2 separate regions of the Mus musculus genome follow, and region 2 is linked to region 1. The links are chromatin contacts, called in public HiChIP or PLAC-seq maps. All regions are on one chromosome and are shown on one strand. Each heading gives the region's core, a stretch centred on a gene start, on an enhancer-like site or on the middle of the called end of the contact. The rest is flanking DNA. Distances are from core to core; before and after follow the strand shown. Region 1 overlaps Qpct (glutaminyl-peptide cyclotransferase (glutaminyl cyclase)). Region 2 overlaps Cdc42ep3 (CDC42 effector protein (Rho GTPase binding) 3).

Region 1 (6,346 bases), core at 3,115-5,614:
TTTACACATTAGGGCACTTTTCTTCGACGTAACTGTTCAATGAGGAGCTGGGGTCTCTCTGTTGTACTTCCCTCTCGGCCCTGATTTTTAAGAAGCGAGCCTGTGTGCACTGGACAGAAAGGCAGAATCTTGGTCAGTTTCCAGTTCCTTTCCGTGCTGTGTCTGTGCTGACCATGGCTTGCACACATTTCAGTCACTGCTGGCAGAGTGGAACTTGCAGGTAGCAAAAGTTTAATCTGAGGACTGTCTGGAATGTTCATAAAGGAAGCTTGGATCAGCTGCATTTCTGCAATGGTCTCCCTTACAGGCAGTGTTTTGGCCTCTCCATTTCGCCTGCAGGCAAGGCCGCCTCTCCAAATTATGTAATGAAATGCCTGGGCCGTGTGATTAGACAGGAGATGCTTCAGGATATCTGGTTCACAGGTTTGTTTCAGCTGATTCTTGTCACCTGGAGCAGACTTCATTGTCCTTTCTGCCTGGATGAAAAGACAAGGCCCTGGGTGTAACAGAGCCTTGTTCCTCTGAGAACGTTGGCACCAGCAGAAATGGCTGAAGTACCTTTCAATTGAAATGCACCTAGAGCAAGCCTGGGATTTACACTTGCCCTTGGCCTTTATTCTGTTTTGTTTTGTTTGTTTGGGGCCAGAGTATCACTATACCGCCGTGTTGTAGGGCTGGAGCTCACTGTGTAGATCAGGCTGGCTTCAGACTTGGGGTGATTCTCCTGTCTCTGGCTCTCATGTGCTGGGAATCACGGGTGTGCACCCCCACATTCAGCTTCGGCACTGTTTTGGGGCCAGGTACTGTCCTCTGAGCCTATCCTTCCCACTTCTGTCTTACTCATTCCTGTTTTGAAACAGGTTTTGTACTTAGTGAGTTCTGAGAGTAAGAGCCCTTTACTTCAGTGGTTTTCAACCTTCCTAAGGCTGTGACCCCTTGATACCGTTCCTCATGTCGTGGTGACTCCCAAGCATAAAATTATTTTCGTCACTACTTCATAACTGTAATTTTCCTTTTATTTTGAGTTGTAATTCAGATATCTGATACACAGATGATCTTAGGTGACCCCTTTGAAAAGGTCAATTGAACCTCCAGACTGGGGTCGAGACCCAGGTTGAGAAACACTGCCTGTAAATTGACTGTATGCTGTTTAGCATATGCAAGCTGTATGCTTTTCTGTAAGAGCTTTTTGTGAATCAAGGGGCTTGTACAACTGAATTTAGTTGCTCTGCTTTCAATACTCTTCACTAACTAGGAAGTTTGATATTTCTGTGATTTTTCAGATCTGGTCCAGAAAGAAGGGGGAAGGAACTCTTTATTGAAGTGCACTTATGAAATCAACCATTTTTGTTGTTTAGCTCAGGAGGTTGAAGAGCAGATAGTGCTTATTCAAAAGCACCCGTGGGTCTGTCCGCTTCACTCACTATCAGCTACTAAGAATTTAAAAAATGTCCTTTGACATGTTGCTTTCAGACACAGTATCTTTTGCTGCTGGAGACTGTGATACTTAGATACCGTTCACCAATTTGACAAGACTCTAGAACCACCCAGGAGACAGCCCTCTGTGCACGTCTGTGGGAGACTTTCTAGATTGGGTTAAAGAGGTGGGAAGACACATCCTCCACGTGCATAGGCTAGAGTCTCAGTTAAGATGGCTAAATGGCAAAAAGAAGCAAGGTAGCAGCAGCCATCGCTCTCTGCCTCCGAACTGAACTGCGCTGTACCATGAGCAGCTGTCTCATTTATCGCTGTGCTCTATGCACATTTACTTTGTATCAAAGAGCCTTCAAACTGAGCAAACTGAACCTTTCCTTTCTTAAACTGTGATTGAATGGCACTGTGCCCCAGCAACTTGGGAAGGAGCAAATAGAGAGATCATGAAGGCTGATTTATTTCATTCTTGCTTTTCTGAAGTCTTGTGAGATTTTCCAAGTTCCTGTAAAGCATGTATTTAAACATGACTTTGATTTCCTTTCACTGTGGACATGAAGAACACAGCCCACAGTGACTAGGTTGGCTCTGGGGTTGGCACAGTGGGCAGCGAATAGGAAAGAAGCCATCGATAAAATAGTTGTGTAAGAGAGAATAGTAATTCATTTATTTATGCAGTGTGGGTAGAAGGAGGAATATGAAAGGGTATCTTGCTGGAGTCAGTTCCTTCCTACAATAGAGAATCTGGGGATTGGACTCGGGCTTCAACAGTGAATACCTTTAACCACAGAGACACATCGTGCCCCTGAAACAGATTCTGACATGAAAGTTTACATCTGTCATCATTACTGCCCTGGGCCAAGCCAAGGAGCTGTCAGTTGTCTGAAGCATTGTGCAGAAGTTTAAAAGAAGCAAAGCTGACAAGCACGGAACTAGGATGTCCCCTTGCAACAGGCAGCCACCTGGAACCAGGCCATGTCTTGTCCCCTTGTGCCAGGCAGCCACATGTCTCTTCTGGCTTTTATGCCTGTCTATGAATTCAGCTAGTTTAGTATTTACGAAGACAGAGGTGTGACTCTTACGCCTTTATTATATAAACACGTTTATAGCTGCAGAAGTTTTAGAAAAATACTTAGTTTGTCTCTCCATTACTTGAAATTACCCAGTAGTTACCAGGTGCTCAATGTGAGCCACACCCCTGCGACTCTGGAGAGAGGCAGGAAACTGGGAGAGGGTTCTAGCTTTCCTGGAGCTCCTGACTTATGTGAAATACAGATATGAAACACGACACCCGAGAACAGTCTTCAGGCAGGAGCATGAAGAAGACAGGCATTTTGAAGGTGAAGAGACACGGAAACAGTTTGAAGGGCAGACTGCATTGCTGAGGTGCCGAGACCCTAAGGAGTAGATCTCAAAGTGGCTGGGTGCTAGGGTGACCAAAGTGGGATGAATGGGAGCCTGCAGCTCATGCTGGGGCTTGCAAGGCAGTGGGAGAGACACACAGGCATTTGTTGGGAAGGAACAACCATGCAGATCCCCCTTTCTGCCCCCATTTACTTTGGCTCACACTTCACACTTTTTTCCCCTTTAGATTCAGCTTTCTTGTTCAAATGCTGTTTAATTCTAACACGAGGACTTAGACATTGGAGGCACTAAGGAATTTAAAGGCTTCAGTAGAAGTTTGTTTAGAAAATATATCTATCTGTTGCATAGGGCTACATAAGGCCATTTCCATGCAAGTGTGTAATATACTTTAAGCATAGTCTACCTCCGGTGCTCTGCAAGTGTTCCTCCCAGACACACTCAGAGACCCCTTTGCTCCTCCTTCCTCCCCCCTCCCCCTGTTTGGTTTCCACTCTCATGGCATGTCATCTTATGAGTTTATGTCTATGGTTTCTAGTCAAATCTGTTTTTCCCCAGGGAACGACATTTGAAAGAAATATACTTCTTAATGTGTGTCTGTGTGTGTGTGTGTGTGTGTGTGTGTGTGTGTCTGTGTGTGTGTATGTATGTATGTATGTATGTGTGTGTGTGTGTGTGTGTGTGTGTACCATTGCACCTATGTGGAGCTCAGAGGACAACATGCAGGAGATGGTTTTCTCCTTCCACCATGTGGGTTCAAGGGATTGAACTTAGGTTCCCAAGACTTGACAGTAGCTGTCTGTACCCATTGTGTCATCTCCCTGTCCCCTAGAAATATGCTTTAAAGTGTATTATTCCCAAGAACAAAACCAAAACCTTAATACATTCAGTTACGGTATCAATATTCAAGAGTAAAGCAGAAGTGAGGAAATGAAGCAGAACACTGAATGCTGGGTTAGAAATCCTCCTGCCGGGATTTACTTTACGTATTTACCTTTAACTCTCTACCGTTGGTTTTTACAGACCTCAGTTCCCATTGGTGGAGGTCAGGGGGTTGGACTAGTTATCTCTAAGTGACATATCCAGGTCTCACATTCTATACTAGTTTACTGTACGATGGGGGAAATTAGCACCCTGGGTATTTACTAGGCAATCTGTATGCTTTGGCTCGTTTAGTCCTAAGTACCTTCGGGTGCAGGTACTATCACCTCCATTTTTCAGACAAGGAAATGGAGCCTTGATAAGGTTAAGTAACATAGCCAGAGTTACTGCTAGTGGTGGGTGCTAAGTTGAAAGGCTGTATCTGATCCAATAGCCTGTGCTCTTTGCATGATAAACACTGGAGAGAAACACTGCGTTATTTCAAAGTCTAGAGGGATCTAAGCAACGAGGCAGCAGCAGTCAGTATTTCTACAGTGTTTCATTAGCCGTGTGGGTGGTTCATGTGGAGTGAATTACCTGCATGATTATTTAATGTATCCAGTAAACACTAATCCTGGAAGGAACTGCAGGATGGGCGGAGTCTCCCAATTTCTGTTTTGCATTCCAAAGAATGTCCCTACCACCGTTCTCCTCATTCTCCTTAGGGAAGAACTGGTTTGAGCAACCATTCATTTCCCTTTGAGCAGAAGTGCCACAATCCCTAGGAGTGTCTGATGAACTTGTAATGAATGGCTGATTCATCATTTTGGGTGTCCTAAGACAAGTTCAGCATGTGTAAGGTCATATTCAGGATACACATTTGAACATTAGGTCTACTGAGCTTTTAAAGTTTTATTTTAATATGTAAATGTACTAAAGAGTATTAAAACCTTAATAGACTATAAGATAATTAGGTTGATGATGGAAAAGAGTTCCTATTTAGCCAGCTTTACAATTGTCAGACTCACATTGAGAGGGGCATCATTCATCCCGGGTACACACTGATAGAAATTGAGGGCCAGGAAGAAGGCTCAGTGCGTAAAAGTGCTTGCTGTGCAAACATGAGGACATGAGTTTGAACCCTCAGAATCCATGCAAGAGCCAGGCAGAGTGTGAGAGATGAGAGATTGAGACAGGAAAAGCCCCAAAGTGTGTAGGCATCGAGCCTGGTATCATTTTGTTTTTAAGGCCTGTTTTTATTTTATATTATGTATATCCTCCTTAGGCTTACTATGGCTGGGATGAAACATCATGACCAAAGCAGCTTGGGGAGGGAGGAAAGGGTTTATTTAAGCTTATACTTTCAGGTGACAGTCCATCACTGAGGGATAGTCAGGGCAGGAACTTAAACATGGCAGGAGCTGATGCAGAGGCCTTGGAGGGATGCTGCTTACTGGCTCGCTCCTTGTGGCTTGCTCAGCCTGCTTTCTTATAGAACCTAGAACCACCAGCAAAAGGATGGCACCACCTATAATAGGCTGGGCCCTTCCCCAGCAATCCCTAATTACAAAAATGTCCTGCAGGCTTGCCTACAGCCTGATCTTGTGGAGGCATTTTCCCAGTTGGGGGGGTTCCTCCTCTCAGATAACTCTAGCTTGTGTCAAGTTGACATAAAATCAGCCAGCACCCCAGCACTTGGGAGGCAGAGGCAGGTAGATTTCTGAGTTCGAGGCCAGCCTGGTCTACAGAGTGAGTTCCAGGACAGCCAGGGCTACACAGAGAAACCCTGTCTCGAAAAACAAACAACAACAACAACAACAACAAAATCAGCCAGCACAATGTATGTGTGTGCATTCTGTCTGCATGTATGCCTGTACCATTAGTGTGCCTGATACATACAGAAACCAGAAGAAGGCATTGGGTCCTGCCAGAACTGAAGGTTTAGACGCTTATAAGCCACCATATAGGTGCTGGGAATTAAAACCTTGTCTTCTATAAGAGCAGCCAGTGCTCTTCTCTTCAGCCCCAAGAATGAAATTTAAAATATTCTAGTATCTACATTAAGAGGTTAAGGTTGGAATTAATTTTAACAAATATTTCACTTATAGCATAGTAAAAACTGTTTCATCACATACCCAGAGAAATATAAATGACATAATTCTATTTTTATAAAAAGGTCTTTAAAAGTGATGTATTTTCCAGATGTGGTGGTACACGCTTTTAATCCCAGAGCTTGGTAGATGGAGGCCAGCCTGGTCTACATAATGCACTCCAGATCAGCCAAGGACACACAGTGAGACATTGTCTCAAAAAACAAAAACAAAAACAAAAACAAAAACAAATCCAAACGCCCCAAACCTGGTGTATACATTGCACTTGAAGCACACCTCGATTTTCTACTTTTCAAGTCTTAATAGTCACAAATGGCTCGTAGTCTCCTGTACTGGACAGTGCAGATCTAGAACAACTAGAGAACTGGCTGACGTCATGGCGTCTGCACATGGCAGCTGGAGGTCTTGCTTAGGCCTCCCTGCCTTGCCGTTCTGAAGTGCCTCTCTGCCTGTTATAAAACAGCTCTACTGACAGTGTGTTTCTTTGCTGTCTTCAGCTTTTTAAATATTACATTTTCTTCAGATAATAATCTCAAAATTGTTATGTTGTTGTTGTTATGTTGTTGTTTTGACATAGGGTT
Region 2 (5,714 bases), core at 1,500-3,999, 280 kb after region 1:
GTCAGGTCAGAGAAGGACTCTTCTGATTTAGTCTTTGACTTCACAAGCTCACAGGAGGCAGGATGCTCAAACATGTCGTCCGCGGGCCAGTCGGAGGACTGTTCCGACAGGCTGGAGGAGTGGCTGTCGCGGCCCTGGCTGGACTGAGACCCGGAACCACTGGAGCCCCACGAGGTGTCTCCCTGGTGGACTGCCCCATTCTCTAACAGACTACTTTGCTCCTGAACTTTCTCTTCCATGACAGGCTCACAGCTGAGCCTTGGCAACTTAGGACGCCCAAAGGACTCCTGTTTGGAATGAAATGTCACTGGGGACAATAAGGGCAGCATCAGAGCCTGGGATCCCCCAATGGTGGGGAGGGAGATGGCATTTTTGAGCACCGGGGAGGGTGTTTCTGTGAACATTGAGTCCGAGGTGCTGTTGGCCCGGAAGAAGTCGTTATGCCCCGGGAACTGGCCAGAGTGTGCCTTCTCTTGGTTTCCCGGCAAGAGCTCATAATTCCCTTGAAGAAAGGAAATATCCCCAAAGACGTCATGCTGGCCCTCTTTGCCGATGTGTATAGTGTGACGAAAGTCCCCCAGGGGAGGACTGATCATATCAGGGGACAGAATGTCCCTCAGTTTAAATTTCTTTCCCTTCTTGTTGTTAGCCGCTTTCAGGTAAATTGGGGTCTTGGCAGGCATTTTGGAATTTGAGAATGTCTATTTCACAGACCAGGGAAAGAGTGACCTTCTGCACGGGTATCCTACACTTCCAAAACGTCCTTTTTCATAAGAATTGTCACATCATTTCTTCTCAAGTGGCTCTAAAAACGAGACAGGGTCTTGGAGATCTTGCTCAGCGCAGGGCCACGCGGGTCTTTCCGGAGAGCCAGTTACATTATCGAGTCCCTTCCACAGCTCAGAGAAACCTGGAAAAGACACCAGAGCAGGTTGTCATCTCCCAGCCTCCAGGGCCCACTCAGGCCTGCCACTCCCCAGAATATTACTCCCTCCCGTGCCTGGAGATAAAGGCAAGGCCAGCTCCCACGGAAAGCCCAACTTACTTCCTTCTACTAACTGTGTTAAGAACTCTAATCTCTGCAGGGATTCACTAATAAATCCTTAGTTCTTAGTTCAGGGGAAAACAGAAAAAGGGGTACTTAGCCCCTAAGCTAAATCATCCCTACTTTTTAAACATAGCTACAGGGGCTGGAGAGATGGCTCAGTGGTTAGGAGCACTGGCTGCTCTTCCAGGGGTCCTGAGTTCAATTCCCAGCAAGCACAAGGTGGCTCACAACCATCTGTAATGGGATCTGATGCCCTCTTCTGGCATGTCTGAAGACAGAGACAGTGTGCTCACATACATAAAAATAAATAAGTAAATAAATAATCTTTTAAAAACATAGCTACGGACATGGTTTTCTGAACACATCTGAGATCTTCATTTCCCTCTCTTCTCAAAACTGATGTCAAGGGACTAGAGACATACTCAGTGGTTAGAAGACTTCGCTGTTCTTATAGGGAACCTGGGTTAAGTTCCCAGCACCCATATGGGGGCTTACAACCACTTGCACCTTCAGGGGATCCGATGGCTCTCTGACCTCCATGGGTAGTAGCCATGTGTGTAATACACATACATATGTGCAGGCACTCACACATACACATACAACTTAAAAAACTTGCAAGCAGCATAGGACCAACTGGGTCTGTTTTAAAATTATATTCTTTGCTTTGAATGCACATTAACAACACTGACAGTGATTTATTGAGATCTGCATACAAACAAAATTAAATGACTATCCCTAAAGAAGAAGGCTGGACATTATCATTTAATAAGTGATACGCCTCATTAGAAAGCATTCTTACTGATGGGGAGATAAGACTAAGGATGGGGTACCAACACTCTGGAAGAACAGAGAAGAGCTACAGCTGGAAGCAAGCTGTGGTGCGGAAAATACTGAGCCTTCCTTCCACCCAGGACTCCAGAGGATACTGGGATTCTGGGAAGAAAGAAGAACTGCTCCACTTCAAGACATACCGAGAGCATCTATATAACAAGTTGGGCTGCCCCTGAGGATCTTTTGGAACATCACTGATAGGCGCATGCCCTGTCTCTGTGGGAGCTGAGGGGGTTCTAAAGTAAGCCTTCCTGCCTCCCTGGTGTTCATGCCTTTGCAGATCCAACTGTGACTTGCTTCTACCCAAGGAAATAAGGCAGCAGTCACTCCCTGGTTAGGTTACAGAAGCCCCCATCTGAGCTGAAGAGAAGGAGGGTAAGAAAGGGAGAGTAAAGGAAGGGCGGGGAGATGGAGAGGGGGCTAAAAAAGGCTCCGTGTAGAGGTGCTCCCGCATGCTTATGTACCTGACCAAGCTTCCTTGCTGGCGTTGAAGTAGAAATTGATTTACCCCACCTAGTCTCTGATGACACACACAGTTCCGGTCCAAACCTTGGTCAGATCCCAGTGAGGCCCAGGCTCTAAGCCGTGGCCAGATACCCACAGAAACCGTGACTTAGGAAGTGGCTATCGATGCAGGTCCCATGTTAAAACAAAAGCACCTTCCCTGTGGATAGTGTCTGTCGCGGGCATAAGTGAGGAGCTCTGAGGAAGGTGCTCCAGGAGGGGTGAGTGTCAGTGCCTCCCTTGCCGATGAAAACCTTAACCTTCTGAAAATCCCCCATCATCCCACCAACCCAAGCGCTGACACAGAGAAGCAAAATTCCCATGACTCTCCTGAAATCTCTCACCCTGCTTCCCCTCCCCCTCCCAGTCCTCTGGCCCCAGGACTGACAATACTCCTAGGACTGGGTCAGACAGTGGCTTGAAGACAGTCCCAATTGCTTGGCAGCAGCTGGAGGCCCTCTCCATCTGTTCCATATTTCTTTCCTTTCAGCAGGTGTTTTAAACTCGCTCATCAGTGACAGGTGACAAGGGTTGTGCTGTATGTTCCACCCACTGGCAAAGCCCAATGTGGGGGAGGCATGCTGTCCAGCCAGCCAGGCCCGAGAAGGCAGAGAAGGCCTGGAAATGGGAGACAGGCAGCCCCGCTTGGCTTTGTGTGTGAGGAGGAGGCCTGAGACAACAGGTTTGCTCCAATAGGACCTCAGGTCCTAATGTTCTTCTTTAGCTTTGATTTGGGTCTTGTCTCATTAACAAAAGGTAAGACTTTATTACATAGAGGGAGTGGTAGTGAATGCCTGCAAAATCAGCATAGAAGAGTTGGAGACAGGAGGATTCTTATTACAAGAGCACCCTCTGCTAGTTCAAGGCCATTCTCACAAAAAACAATCACAACAAGTTGAAACCTTGGTAGACCTAAGAAAACACCAGTTTCTTTGCCATACAGGTACACAACACATAGCCCCAACCTAGGACCCCAGTGACACTTTCCTGCCCCAGGAGATGATAGGCAAGCCCTGGGAAGAACCATTCCCTGGGGCAGATTATCAGCAGGGCTAGGATGGCAGCTGCCTTGGAAAAGATTCAAGGCTTGCCAATGAGACCTGCCTGAAGCCTGCTGGGATATGTAAGGCCAAGACGTACCCAGGGCAGGGCATTCCAATGCCGGAGTGTAGTTCTCCGTCTCAGGCAGGGCCACTCACATCTGTTGTGTACGTGAATGAGAATGGGAGGGGGGGTTATGGGATGAGGAAAGAGAAGACACACTTACTCCTATCTGAGGGAGGAATGTTCAGTCCCAAGGCTTCCTGGCTGGGCCTCTTAGAGCAGCCCCTGCCTGGCTACAGAACTGTGGGCTTTTAGGCGGAGGTTCCCTTGGTTTAGTAAAGGCTGGGGTTTATATTGGTGGCACTAAGACAGAGACCAGAGATAAGAGGGAAAAAGACAAGGGTAGTGTGGAAACCTCCCAGAGCTAAAGGCTGGTAAATCAAAAGGGATGCTGGGTGGGGGCTGGTAGCCCGACAGTCCCAGAGATAAGGTGGTAGAGTAAAACTATATGCTACAGAGGGGACTATGAGAAATCTACAGAAGCAGCAGAGAGTAAGATGACCAACACAATGTGCCAGGACTAACAGCTGCCAAAGGCAATGGGAGGCTGGTTTGATTTTTAAGAGGGGAGATTACTGGGCAAAAACATCAGCTTTCCCATTTAAAGAAGTTGGCATATACAGTGCTGGTCAGCACCCAGTAATTCCGACCCAGTCTTCTCTCCTGTCCTCTCCCAGGATCTGTGAAAATTCCAAGCCTTGCTTATCTGCTAGCAGGTCTATTGTTCCTTCTCAGGTTCTTGGCTCTTTGGATCGATTATAGACAGCTAAAGTCTTCCTTCCCTAGTAAGAAGTGGCGGGTCCTGGAAAAGGTGTGTCCCTAGCAGCTGGAATCTAATATGACAGTATTCTGTGAGAGCTTTTCTGCACTCATTCCCACAATGCTCTCTCACTCACAAGAAACCAAGAGGCTCCTGTTAGAATGCTAAATGTCCCCATTTACAAACAGACACTACTGTGGCACAGACATTGAGTCAGCCTGAAAAGACCACATATTAGACCCAAGAATGACACATTCAACCAGTAGGCTAGCTTCCCCGTCTGAGGTGGTAAGCCATTTAGAGAGCACAGTCTCTGGGAATGTAGTTAGCTCCCAAGTTACCAAGGGGATGCATTCCAGAGCCTGTTAGAGATACAAATGCACACAGAGGAAGGAAAAGAGGCTTCTACATACATGACAGGAGGAGTGTGAACAGCAGCTTCTACATACATGGCAGGAGGAGTGTGAACAGCAGCTTCTGCATACATGGCAGGAGGAGTGTGAACAGCAGCTTCCGCGTAGGGCAGCTGGGTGGTATCTTTTCCTACTAGGGAGTCATGTGCCCCTGGCCCCAGAGTCTCCATATAGGGTCATAGCCCACTTAAAGATATGGGAGACACTGTCTACAGGTATCCAACCAAACATTTGTAATAGCCAAGAGTTGGAGACAGCCTACCTTCAGGAGACTTGTACAGATGGTACAGCCACCCTAATTAGTAGTATTTACATGTAAGGAAGAATGAATCGTTTAATACAGCCACAGGGAAAGAGCCCGGCAATGCACATGTTCAAAGGAAGAAAAGGTAGGTGCAGAAGTGAAGTGTGTAAGTCTAACTGTGTAGGCTTGTATGTATATCTATACAATGTATCAATAGATACAGAAGAAACTAACAATGGTGACTGTCATCAGACAGCCAACATGAATGGGAAGGGACAAAGGTGAAAAGGAGACAGCCGTGCTCATCCTTTGAGAGGTCAGCGCTCTGAACTACTGAATCAACTGGCTAGCTGAATAATAAAAATATAACAAGTAAATGTGCATCGCTTACACACTGTATTAGAGAGCCAGTTTTGCACAAGGTACTTAGGTCTGGCAAAATCCAGGTGTCACATGACGAGCGTTTATTGCGTTTATTCCTGTGCTTCAGTCAGGACTCCACCGCCAGCATAGACTCAGGGACATCCAGGCACACAGGGTGCTGGTCACTGACACCAGGCTACCCTTCCACATCTTCACCCATTTCCTGGGATAATGAGCTCTCTGTTCAAGCTCCAGTGTGTCTTACGCACTTTAGCACCTGTGCATGTTCACTACTATCCTCGATCTTTTAAAGACAGAAAGGAAGGTTTCTATGCACAGACCTTTCTCAGAAACACATCCCTTGATCCTGAAATCTGAAGTCTTCATGAGTGCAGACTGTGGTTTCCTTCCCATGATAGAGATGAAGAGGAGAGCCGTTCATACTCA

Evidence for each region. HiChIP or PLAC-seq counts read pairs in DNA pulled down with a chosen protein or histone mark.
Region 2: a contact with region 1 is called in an H3K27ac HiChIP or PLAC-seq map of embryonic stem cells, with 5 read pairs. The contact joins two enhancer-like sites. A contact is called at or near these places in 2 of 39 promoter capture datasets (cranial neural crest and embryonic stem cells), 1 of 484 Hi-C or Micro-C datasets (nephron progenitors), 3 of 115 datasets of contacts at active chromatin or transcription factors (all in embryonic stem cells) and 2 of 9 other capture datasets (macrophages and pancreatic islet).

What each region holds. Positions count from the first base shown.
Region 1 is chr17:79,056,102-79,062,447 of GRCm38.p6, forward strand. All of the region lies in intron 1 of Qpct (glutaminyl-peptide cyclotransferase (glutaminyl cyclase)), which reads left to right. Among named protein-coding and RNA genes, the nearest start is that of Qpct, 7.4 kb to the left of the region's middle. Within about 2 kb of position 4,365, at least 2 of the 459 cell types and tissues checked have an H3K27ac peak or open chromatin away from gene starts, as enhancers often do. A contact at or near this core is called in embryonic stem cells, where this site is marked.
Region 2 is chr17:79,334,807-79,340,520 of GRCm38.p6, forward strand. It overlaps Cdc42ep3 (CDC42 effector protein (Rho GTPase binding) 3), which reads right to left. Exons shown (of 2, transcript NM_026514.3): 2 at 1-910. The coding sequence starts at 683. Among named protein-coding and RNA genes, the nearest start is that of Gm17315, 17 kb to the right of the region's middle. Within about 2 kb of position 2,750, at least 17 of the 459 cell types and tissues checked have an H3K27ac peak or open chromatin away from gene starts, as enhancers often do. A contact at or near this core is called in embryonic stem cells, where this site is marked.